Regions from separate parts of the Zea mays genome. Here regions 1 and 2 are each linked to region 3. The links are chromatin contacts, called in public Hi-C maps. All regions are on one chromosome and are shown on one strand. Each heading gives the region's core, a stretch centred on a gene start, on an enhancer-like site or on the middle of the called end of the contact. The rest is flanking DNA. Distances are from core to core; before and after follow the strand shown.

Region 1 (2,993 bases), core at 453-2,952, 210 kb before region 3:
TGTGTGGGTTTCGTGTCTTCGCCATGCCAACTTCGCACCGCCACCACGTGCTCTCAATCACCTCTGTGTTGGTGTTGTTCCTGGCCTCGCCGCACCATTGCCACGCCACCGCAGCACACGCACTGCCTACCGCCTCCACCACTCACGCACACCCACCACAAATCATGCACGGCCTTCACATCATGGTCGCACGATCGTTGCACACACATGGCCTTCGTGCAGGCACTGCGCTCGCACGACATTCTAGTCGTCGATGTGCATGCGTGGCCTCCCGCCGCCTCCACGCAACTGCCACCACACCTGAGTCAGCCACAAGCTCCTCTAGGACCGCCTCTTCACGGTCGTCACTCGAAAGCACATCTCCGACAAACGATTCCGATCTGAGTTGAACAGATCTGGTTGTTAGACTCTAGACCGTCGTCCCCCGGTGTGAATCCATCATGTTGCGCTCTCGTCATCGACATCAGCAAGTGCAAACTAAACTATTGTGCAAATCCTCGCGCAAGTCACCGCAGAGGTTGTCACGCCGCGCTCACCTTACCCGTGCCGCCACCAAAGCATAACACGCCTATGCCGCCACCTAGTGCCATGGAACATGACCACGTTCCCCAAGCTAGATAATTAACTCTTTGCCATCCTTACGGATGTCAACTCTCCAAATGCCAGTTTTAGATTGTCCATAACACATTGCCAACGAATTTTGAAATACGCCACAGTTTTGCCACTTTCGCCTATGTGACTCAACACACCCGCGCACCACGTCCTTTCCAGCATGGATTACCAGGGGAAAAGTCTCTTACCCTAGCTTGACATAGCGCTCCCGAGTGCAAGTGCACCGGGCTATCGTCGGGGCTCTCGGACAGAGATAGTGTCGACGCCGGCGAGATCGTCGTGCACCAAACTGGGAACTCGTCGAGGATGACTGACACGGCATCCAGAACATACAGGGTCCTAACTTGAAGATTAACACCCCTAAGCTAAGTAGAGGAGAGTCAAGCGAGGTTAGGGGTGGTAATGGATCGCGATCCAAATGTTTCTTCATAAATTATTGGGGCCCTAAAAATATTTTAGTTCAAAAATTAATAGAAATAGAGTCCAATCTTACTATCCTTAAATTTTATAGTGCAAAATTTAAAGCTCATTGTCAGTGGAGCAAAGGAGACTTTTCCGTGCTAATCCACGCTGGCGTCCACAACGAAGGATCGGATCGAGGACTACCGGATCCGGCGTCACCGGATCTGCCACCACCGGGCCGAACCACGAGAGCACCCGCCACTCAAAAGTCAGCCACCACCGACGTCGCTACCATGGTGACAAGCCTGATGGCGAGCGTGGGGAGAGAGCCCGTGGGAAAGAGGCCCCGCCGCCACCTTCATTGCCGCCAGGCGGACCTCCGCCAGCGAGCTCGGACGGCGGCGAGGGGAGGGAGATGAGGAGCGAGAGGGTTGGTGGCGGCGTTGCGGGAACCGCCCGTGCCGTCCCTCACGACGACGCGGGGGGCTGTAGAATGAATTATTGATTGGCTACCAACTCATATTATGCGTCGAGAAGATCTACTACTAACCTGGACAGATTAAGCATGCCTGCGCCGGATCGGAGGGTTATCTTCCCCAGCTGGATGAAGATGGAAGGGCGAAGGCCGCAGTGTCTCACTGGGTTTCCATCGAAACCGTTGACCCGAAGATTAAGCATGCCGGAACTGGATCGGAGGGATATCTTTCCGAGCTGTATGGAGGCGGCGTATGAATATGATGGCCCAGCAGGCAAGTAGGCTCCACTAGAATAAAGATGCCTTGTAGTGGTTTGACCAACACCAGTACAAAATGGATTTAAGAGGTCTGTATTTTTTTTACTGGAAAATTTTGTTCGGTGGATCGTGAGGATAAGAAAATATAGCTAAGGGTTTGTTTGGAAGAAGATTGAAGGGCTCAGAGCAACTCTAAAAGGATGTTAAGAATTTTATCCCAAAAACTGATTATTAAAAGTAGGCTAAAAAGTTTTAAGAGTGAATTATGATGGGTACTCTAACAGTTTATCTAAATATAACATGTAGCGGAATCTATACAGTCATCGGGAGGTTATGGATGATCCGATACGTTGAAGAATGGATTGGGAAGAGAGAATACACCAAAATATGAGTGAGAGGAGGCTGCGGATGTAGGACGCGAATTTTTTTGGAAGAACGAGGGAGTTGTTTGACCAAGAAAAACCTTAGTTTACACGTTCTTTTGAAGTTGCTGTTAAAGGGCTAATTCTCTTGCTAATCTACTCTATTTGCTCTCAAACAAGCCAAAAGAACTCCGTTAATCCCATTGAGAGATGCAACTTTAACTGCAAAGAGCATTCTCAGACACATTTGGAGTTAACGGTGTGAATGCAGTCCTCCACCATTAGCCCTAGAAGAGGAAGGCATCACGTGAACGTGCGACGAACATCTCGCGCGACACGTAGATCGTGTAAAACAGATGATTTATACAGTAGATTACATTGTAAAATTTAAAATAGAAATAAGATAGCTAGAGACAGGCAGATTTGCACCTCATAACTGACAACGACCACGCGAGGGCAAGCAACTCATCTAGAGCCGGCACACGAGGGACACGTGGAAGGCTAGCGCATGGGTGGCTACATGCTAGCGGGTTGATGTCCACGTCATTCATGGCCAGCAGTGACCTGATCGGAAACCACTTGTTTTCGGTAAAATTTCTCGTTACCTTTAACTAGACGAGAATGGTTTTCCGAGACAGTTTATAAAAAGTTTTAAAAAAATCGCTCGAAATTCAAAAAATGAGAAATATAAAAATCAAAAGAAAAAATACGGTAAAACATACATGTTTTTCTTAGTAACCTGATATATCTCATATTTAGGTTTTATTTTGTAAAATATAATCAATATTTTTTATAGAAACAACAAATTCCATCGAAAACATGGTCATGGCCTTCACCAAACCCGGCGGCCTGGCCACGACGGTGACTGCACGCCCCACGGCTGA
Region 2 (3,207 bases), core at 349-2,848, 130 kb before region 3:
TCTATGAGTCGAGCGCCGAAAATAGATTATTTTCGGCTGCCAGAACTCGGCCGACGAAAATTATTGTTTATTTTCGGCTAATTTTTTTAGCGGCCAGAAGCCGCCGAAAATAGGCCTAAAGACGCCGAAGATAATTTATTTTCGGCATTAGAGGCCCTATTTTCAGCGATCTCTCGCCGTCGAAAATAAATGTAGCTCCTCTAATGTGAGCAGACTTCGCCACAAGACACCTCCTCATTAAATAATTTAAAAAGCCATTTACTTAATGAGCATTTGTTTTTGGTTTCACGCATTACGATAAAAAGCCATTAGGTATGATATTGCACGCATCTGTTTTGGGAGCACACACAGTAATTTTATATGGACTGCACAGAATTTTTATACAAATCAGCTCAATTAAAAAAAAAGAAAAGAAACTGTGTAATAATCCAAAACAAGCCTTAGAGCGTAGGAGTGTTTCAGAGGTGTTTCTTCGTAAGTACTTGCTCGCTGCTAGGCAAGAGGCAACAGAGGAGGCAATAATTTTCCCGATATCCCATTCAACGCGGAATCAGGGCGGATTTTGTTAGTTATTAGCTGTCGGGGGATATGTTTGGGTGTATGAACCCAATGCAAGAGATCGCATATGCATTGCATGAATATACTATAGCGTGGCGTGTCCGCTGAGGTGAGCTGTAGGTTATATGCTGCTGCAGTTACGTTGTCTGCTAACCACTCCTACGTGTAGCTCGGTAGCTAACTAAGGGGGTGTTTGGTTACACCCCGCTAAAATTTAGTCCCTGTCCCATCGAATGTTTAAACCTACGTTCCGGGTATTAAATGTAGTCGGATTATAAAACTAATTTGTCAGCCGAAGATTAAAAGACGAGACGAATCTAGTCCAGTTGGTTGGATCTATATTTCATACTCCTATTTAAAAGTCAAACGCTTGATGTGACCCGGGCTAAACTTTAGCAGGAGCAACCAAACACCCCCTAACAGAGAAAGGGGAGGAAGCCTCGTTGCGCGCTCATGCACACGTGCACCACCGTATGTACATACTTGGCTAACGAACTCGGTCAACGCGACGCACGCCTAGCTACTGCGTGCGTTCTACCTAAAATTCAACGTACGTTAGAACCGGGATGGGCGGTTACCGTTAAAAGTTACCTGGACAGATTGCGCGTCCTGCTAGGGTCAAGATTGAGCAGAGCGCGCGTGCATATGCCAATGTTGCATGATGATGCACGCGGTCCACACGCAGCAAAGGCGACATGCATGGTGGCAGAAAATATGCTACTGTCACAATCAATCCATCATGTAACTAACCATCGGTACGTACGTGGCTCCATTAATGATTCAGGTCCGCAAGTTGATGGTGCACGTTATTATTAGTTAATTAAACCCATCTCGCTCGCTCGTCGTGACTATCATGTGGTGCGCAAGCTAGGCATCTGGAATTAATGGAAGCCAGGGGCTCAACTGCAGGGTCTAGCTTGAAGCTGGGGGACACGATCGAGAGTAATTAATTATTGGAGTCGTACGTACAGTACAGAGTAGCTAGTAGCTAGTAGATCGGTGGAATCATGTGCTTGTACAGCGTGTTCTTGTGGCACCAACCGTAGGCTGGGTCCAGCTCCGCTCCGGCTCTTGCGATCGAGTAGGCCCGGCCCGGTTGCCGGTCACAAAGACAGAGCATGTTACGTACGTATACGTCGGTGGGCGGTGGCGTGCGGTCGGACGGAGACAATTAACAGCCGACCGACACGGATCGATGGATGCGGCCGGGTTCGTTCGTTGCCCAAGGAGAGGGAGACCGGAGGCGTCCTGCGCCATTATCTGCCGGGCTGTCTTGCTGCCTTCGATTGGACTACTCGCCGGCCGTCCCGTACGTCGTCATCCTTCACCGCGCGCCAGAGCCGTCGCGTGCGTCTGCTGCATGCGTCTTCACCAGCCGTGGGTTGCGGCAGCGAACGAAGACGTACGGCGTGCACGGTGGTGCAAGTGCAACAACCAGACCGATATTTATACAGGACGATCGGTCTCACGTGCTAGCTACCGGAGTAGCATGTGTTCGCCGAGCCGTCCTCCAGGCATGAGCCTGCCTGACCTTAGGCATCTGCACATGGCTGTAGCGCGCAGCGCGGTAGATCAGGATGAATATGATGGATGGGGCCCTCAAAGCCAAGACCCTAAACAGATGGCTGCCTCAGTGCCTGCTGCCCTTCTCGATTATTGGTAGCGGCATCTCAGTACCTGACTGGACCAGGCAAGTGCGCCGGCAGCCCCTGCATGTGCATACTCTCTTTATCTGACAAAACATTGTTGTTCTCGTTTCCCGAAAAAAATCGAACATTGTTGTTTGGCGCTCTGTTGCGTCTCTCGGATCTTGCACCACTAATTAAACCAGCAACTGACAAACCGGCCAAACAGTTGCAGACTTCAACGCCCGCCCGCCGCTACTACACATAGGACCCAAGAGTCCGCATGCATGCAGGTTTCTTCACCAAAATATCGACGTTTCCTACATCGACTTTTTTTTTCTTGATTGATGTGGATATGAGTAGAGATGGCAACGAGGCCCCGTTCCGGATTCCCTGCAGCGAATTCCTGCATTAGAGGATGAGATGTGAAAATTTTTTCCACCACGGGATGTAACACTACGCCGCTACACGAAGCCGCCAAAAATAGGTCCCTTGCAGCCGAAAATAAGCTATTTTCGGCGGCCGTGTCAGTGACCGCCGAAAATATCGGTGGGCGCTGAAAATGATGTACAGTGTTGTTGTGTAAACGTGAAAAATTCTTACCCTGATGGGTAAATGGGGACGAGAACAGGGATCCCCGTCGAGGATTTATCCCCACGGAGAACAAGGATGGTGAAGAAACGTTCCCCGCAAGCGTTTATGGGGATCCCCACGGAAAAAAATCATCGCGGGAACGGGTATGGAGAGCTATTCCCTAATGGGGAATTCCCCATTGCCATCCCTAGATCTAAGCAAGCAGGTTTCTAGAGAAGCTGCTATAACAAATGACTACACATGGAAGAAAAAAACACATCTATAGCTCATTCTCAACACTTCGCGCCCTTCATTCTTAATCATTAACTAGGTGAGTGCCCGTGCGTTGCAACGGAAACATATAATACCACAATAATTTATGTACAAATATGTGTTATACTGTTCTGAGAAAAATTTAATAATCCATTTGTGATCCTAGCCACATATAAAT
Region 3 (2,847 bases), core at 131-2,630:
TCCTAATTCCATTCTCTAATATCTATATTCAAACGAGGTATATATATGGTTTGTTTGAAGATCGGATCTTTTACAGAGCATCTCCTATAGTTATATAAATTTTAGCTCTTTAAATCATAGATTTAGGAAGTTGTTAAATATTTTTGGGAGTTAAAATTTGTGAATTCTCCAATAGTTTTATGAATATAGGTTTTAGTTTAGTAATCTATCCACATAAAAAAATAAGTGGGCCTATTTCCTACATGTATTTTGATTGCATCTTGTTGCTAGTAGTATTCGTCGACAGAATGGTGGTGGCAGAAGACCAGGCATACGGATCACGCTGAATCCATTCACGTGAGACGATCGATTTGATTTGCTCCTGAAGGTGTAAATCATGCCGACATATGATTGGTTGTTGCTATTCTTTGTTGTCTTGGGAGTTGGTAAAATGTTACCAAATGTAGGGAGGAAATGAGTTTAGATAAAAAGTAGCTAAACTTAGGGGGTTGTTTGATTCAGATTAAAGCCGGTTGTTTAAACTGTTGTAGCTACAATGTATAAAGATAAAAGCACTGTAGAAGCAGTAAAAGACGGTACAGATTAAAACAAAACAAATAAACTATAAAAAATTTATTTAGAAAGCTGTTGGAGAGAAATTTTTAATTAACTACATAAATTATTGATTTATAAAGTATTTTAGAGAACTAGGTTGCTGTTAACTGTGCCAAAATTACTGGAAGATTGTTTCAGTGCCTCCGCTCGGCTGTAGTAGTGTCTGGCTGGCGCGGCAGTTTGTTTTTCTACAATTCTATATATTAACCGTGAGCGCAAAGACGTGCAGCCAGAGTATCCACGTCATCTTCGTTTTTCTAGGCCGCGCGATCCTCATCCAAGGGTCACTAACACATCCGAGCGACGCGAGCAGTTTAAGGGTACGGCTGCCTTCGGCTTCACGGGATCGTTCTAGAGAATGGTAGTTGTTGTCCCATGCCTTGCTTAGACCTGTCTACTCTTTCATGCCTCCCTCTCCTCGGGCAACTAGTGAAAATCACTGGCCGTAGCGGTAGCCGGTAGAGCGTAGCCTCCTTAAAATAGTATTTGTTTTCCCTCATAAATTTTATGTATATATTTAATTAGATAGTGATTAATCAGTTGCGGTATGCGTTAGCTACGGAGAAAAAAATACCGAGTTGCAGAGGTGTTGGATCGAAGCAAGGTAGCGGCAGGCGCAACCGGGCTGGAGACGAGCAGAAAAGAAAAGAAAAAAAGCCGCGAGCAGACAGCAGACAGGAAACGGGACCGGACGGGACGTTTTTCACCGCAGGGGAGGAGGCAGGAGGGCCCAACGTCAAAGAAACAGGAGGCCGCATAAAACGCAGCCTCCCGCGGATCCCCCTACTTTTCTTTCTTCTTTCTCATCTCAGTTGCAGTTCCCCTCTCTCTCCTCTGCCGTAGCGAGGCAGGCAAGCCACCAAGTCCGAGCCTCGGAGGCATCGACCAACGCCGGCGGCAGCGGCGCCATGAGGCTGCTCGTCCCCGACGGCGCGCGCCGCCAGCGGTTGCTCCAGTGCGAGGCGCCCCCGTCGCCCTCGCCGCCTTCCCCGTCCCCGTACCCGTCGTCGTCCCCGTCCAGGACGGTCGTGGTGGGGATCAGGCGCGACGCCGCCAGCCGCGAGCTGCTCACCTGGGCGCTCGTCAAGGTCGCCAATGCTGGGGACCGCGTCGTCGCACTCCACGTCGCCACCGCGGCCGCCGCCGACGGTACCGCCCACCGTCCCCTCTTCCTCCTGACTCTTGACTAGTTGATAAGCCCCCACCCGTTTTGCTTGGAAGGCGCTGATCCATCCCTGGAGCGTTTCTGCTGCTGGGATGGGATTTCCTTGCTTGCGTGGACGGGTTATTAAGCTCCGTTCCGTTCATTCGTTTACTACATCGATTCGCTCACCATGCAAACTTGCAAACCCCGTTTGGTTCCCCATTTGACGAATCTGATGAGATGAAATTAATCCCTCACTCTCTTTACCTTTTTTCACCTCTCTCTTTCGCTCGCCGTTTACAGGTTTGCTCGTGAGACTGGATGAGCGCAGCAGGGCCGCGGACTCGCTCGCCTCCGTGCTCGCCGTCTACGACGGTTTCTGCAACCTCAAGCAGGTCCGTCCGTTCGCTCCCCGCTCCCAAATCAAATCTTACTGCGAAAAAAAAAATCTGCCACTGTACACTTCCCTCTGTTTTTTTCGCTAGCCGTTCCTCTAGGTTTCGTTCGATGCTGCTGGCCGTTCAAAGCTCTGGTCTTTTCTCCTGGATTTCGCTTTCAAAGATGCTCCCCGTGCATGAAAATTTGGTCCAGTCCAGCAGCCCGTCAAATACTTAGTTTGTTTCGAAGTCTTCACCTCCGCCGTATCACTCGTGCTGTCGCTACTTTATTTACTGGATGGTCATGTTTTTCTCTCTTCTTTTTTCTCCAACGCCTTCAAGTTTCGGGCACCTTGTTTTTTTTGACAACCACCGATCTACACATCTTTCCTACTAAAATTGAACTGCAGAGTTATTTATTTAATTTAGTTTAATTTTGGCAAGACAGTTTCCCTGCCAACTTTGCCTTTTTAAAGGCTGCATCAGAATTCTCATCAATTTGTTCTTCCATTTGTATTCACAGATTAATTTGGAGCTCAAGGTCTGTGGAGGGTCATCTATCCGGAAAACTCTGGTTAAAGAAGCAGCTGCTTGTGGCGCAGCACATCTCATCCTTGGTGTCACGAACAATTCCCGGTCCTTCGGGTACATAATCTCATACATTGCATACTAGAATATTGCCGTCTTTGTCCAAATACATTAAGTTGGTTCTGATACAAGTACTGCCCCCCC

What was found. Hi-C and Micro-C count contacts between places; a contact is called where the count stands out from the background.
Region 1: a Hi-C map of tassel shows a contact between it and region 3, with 4 times the contacts expected there. The contact joins the promoter of LOC100273808 here to the promoter of LOC103654588 in region 3. A contact is called at or near these places in 13 of 25 Hi-C or Micro-C datasets (bundle sheath, ear, endosperm and 4 more) and 1 of 3 datasets of contacts at active chromatin or transcription factors (leaf).
Region 2: a Hi-C map of tassel shows a contact between it and region 3, with 3 times the contacts expected there. The contact joins the enhancer-like site here to the promoter of LOC103654588 in region 3. A contact is called at or near these places in 5 of 25 Hi-C or Micro-C datasets (bundle sheath, ear, leaf and 1 more) and 1 of 3 datasets of contacts at active chromatin or transcription factors (leaf).

What each region holds. Positions count from the first base shown.
Region 1 is chr4:215,837,440-215,840,432 of Zm-B73-REFERENCE-NAM-5.0, reverse strand. It overlaps LOC100273808 (putative protein kinase superfamily protein), which reads right to left and starts at 1,702. Exons shown (of 7, transcript NM_001148209.2): 1 at 1,565-1,702.
Region 2 is chr4:215,762,827-215,766,033 of Zm-B73-REFERENCE-NAM-5.0, reverse strand. No RefSeq gene overlaps it. Among protein-coding and RNA genes, the nearest start is that of LOC100273808, 74 kb to the left of the region's middle. Within about 2 kb of position 1,598, at least 17 of the 20 cell types and tissues checked have an H3K27ac peak or open chromatin away from gene starts, as enhancers often do. A contact at or near this core is called in bundle sheath, ear, leaf and 1 more, where this site is marked.
Region 3 is chr4:215,629,518-215,632,364 of Zm-B73-REFERENCE-NAM-5.0, reverse strand. It overlaps LOC103654588 (probable receptor protein kinase), which reads left to right and starts at 1,380. Exons shown (of 11, transcript NM_001327820.1): 1 at 1,380-1,743; 2 at 2,042-2,133; 3 at 2,639-2,760. The coding sequence starts at 1,503.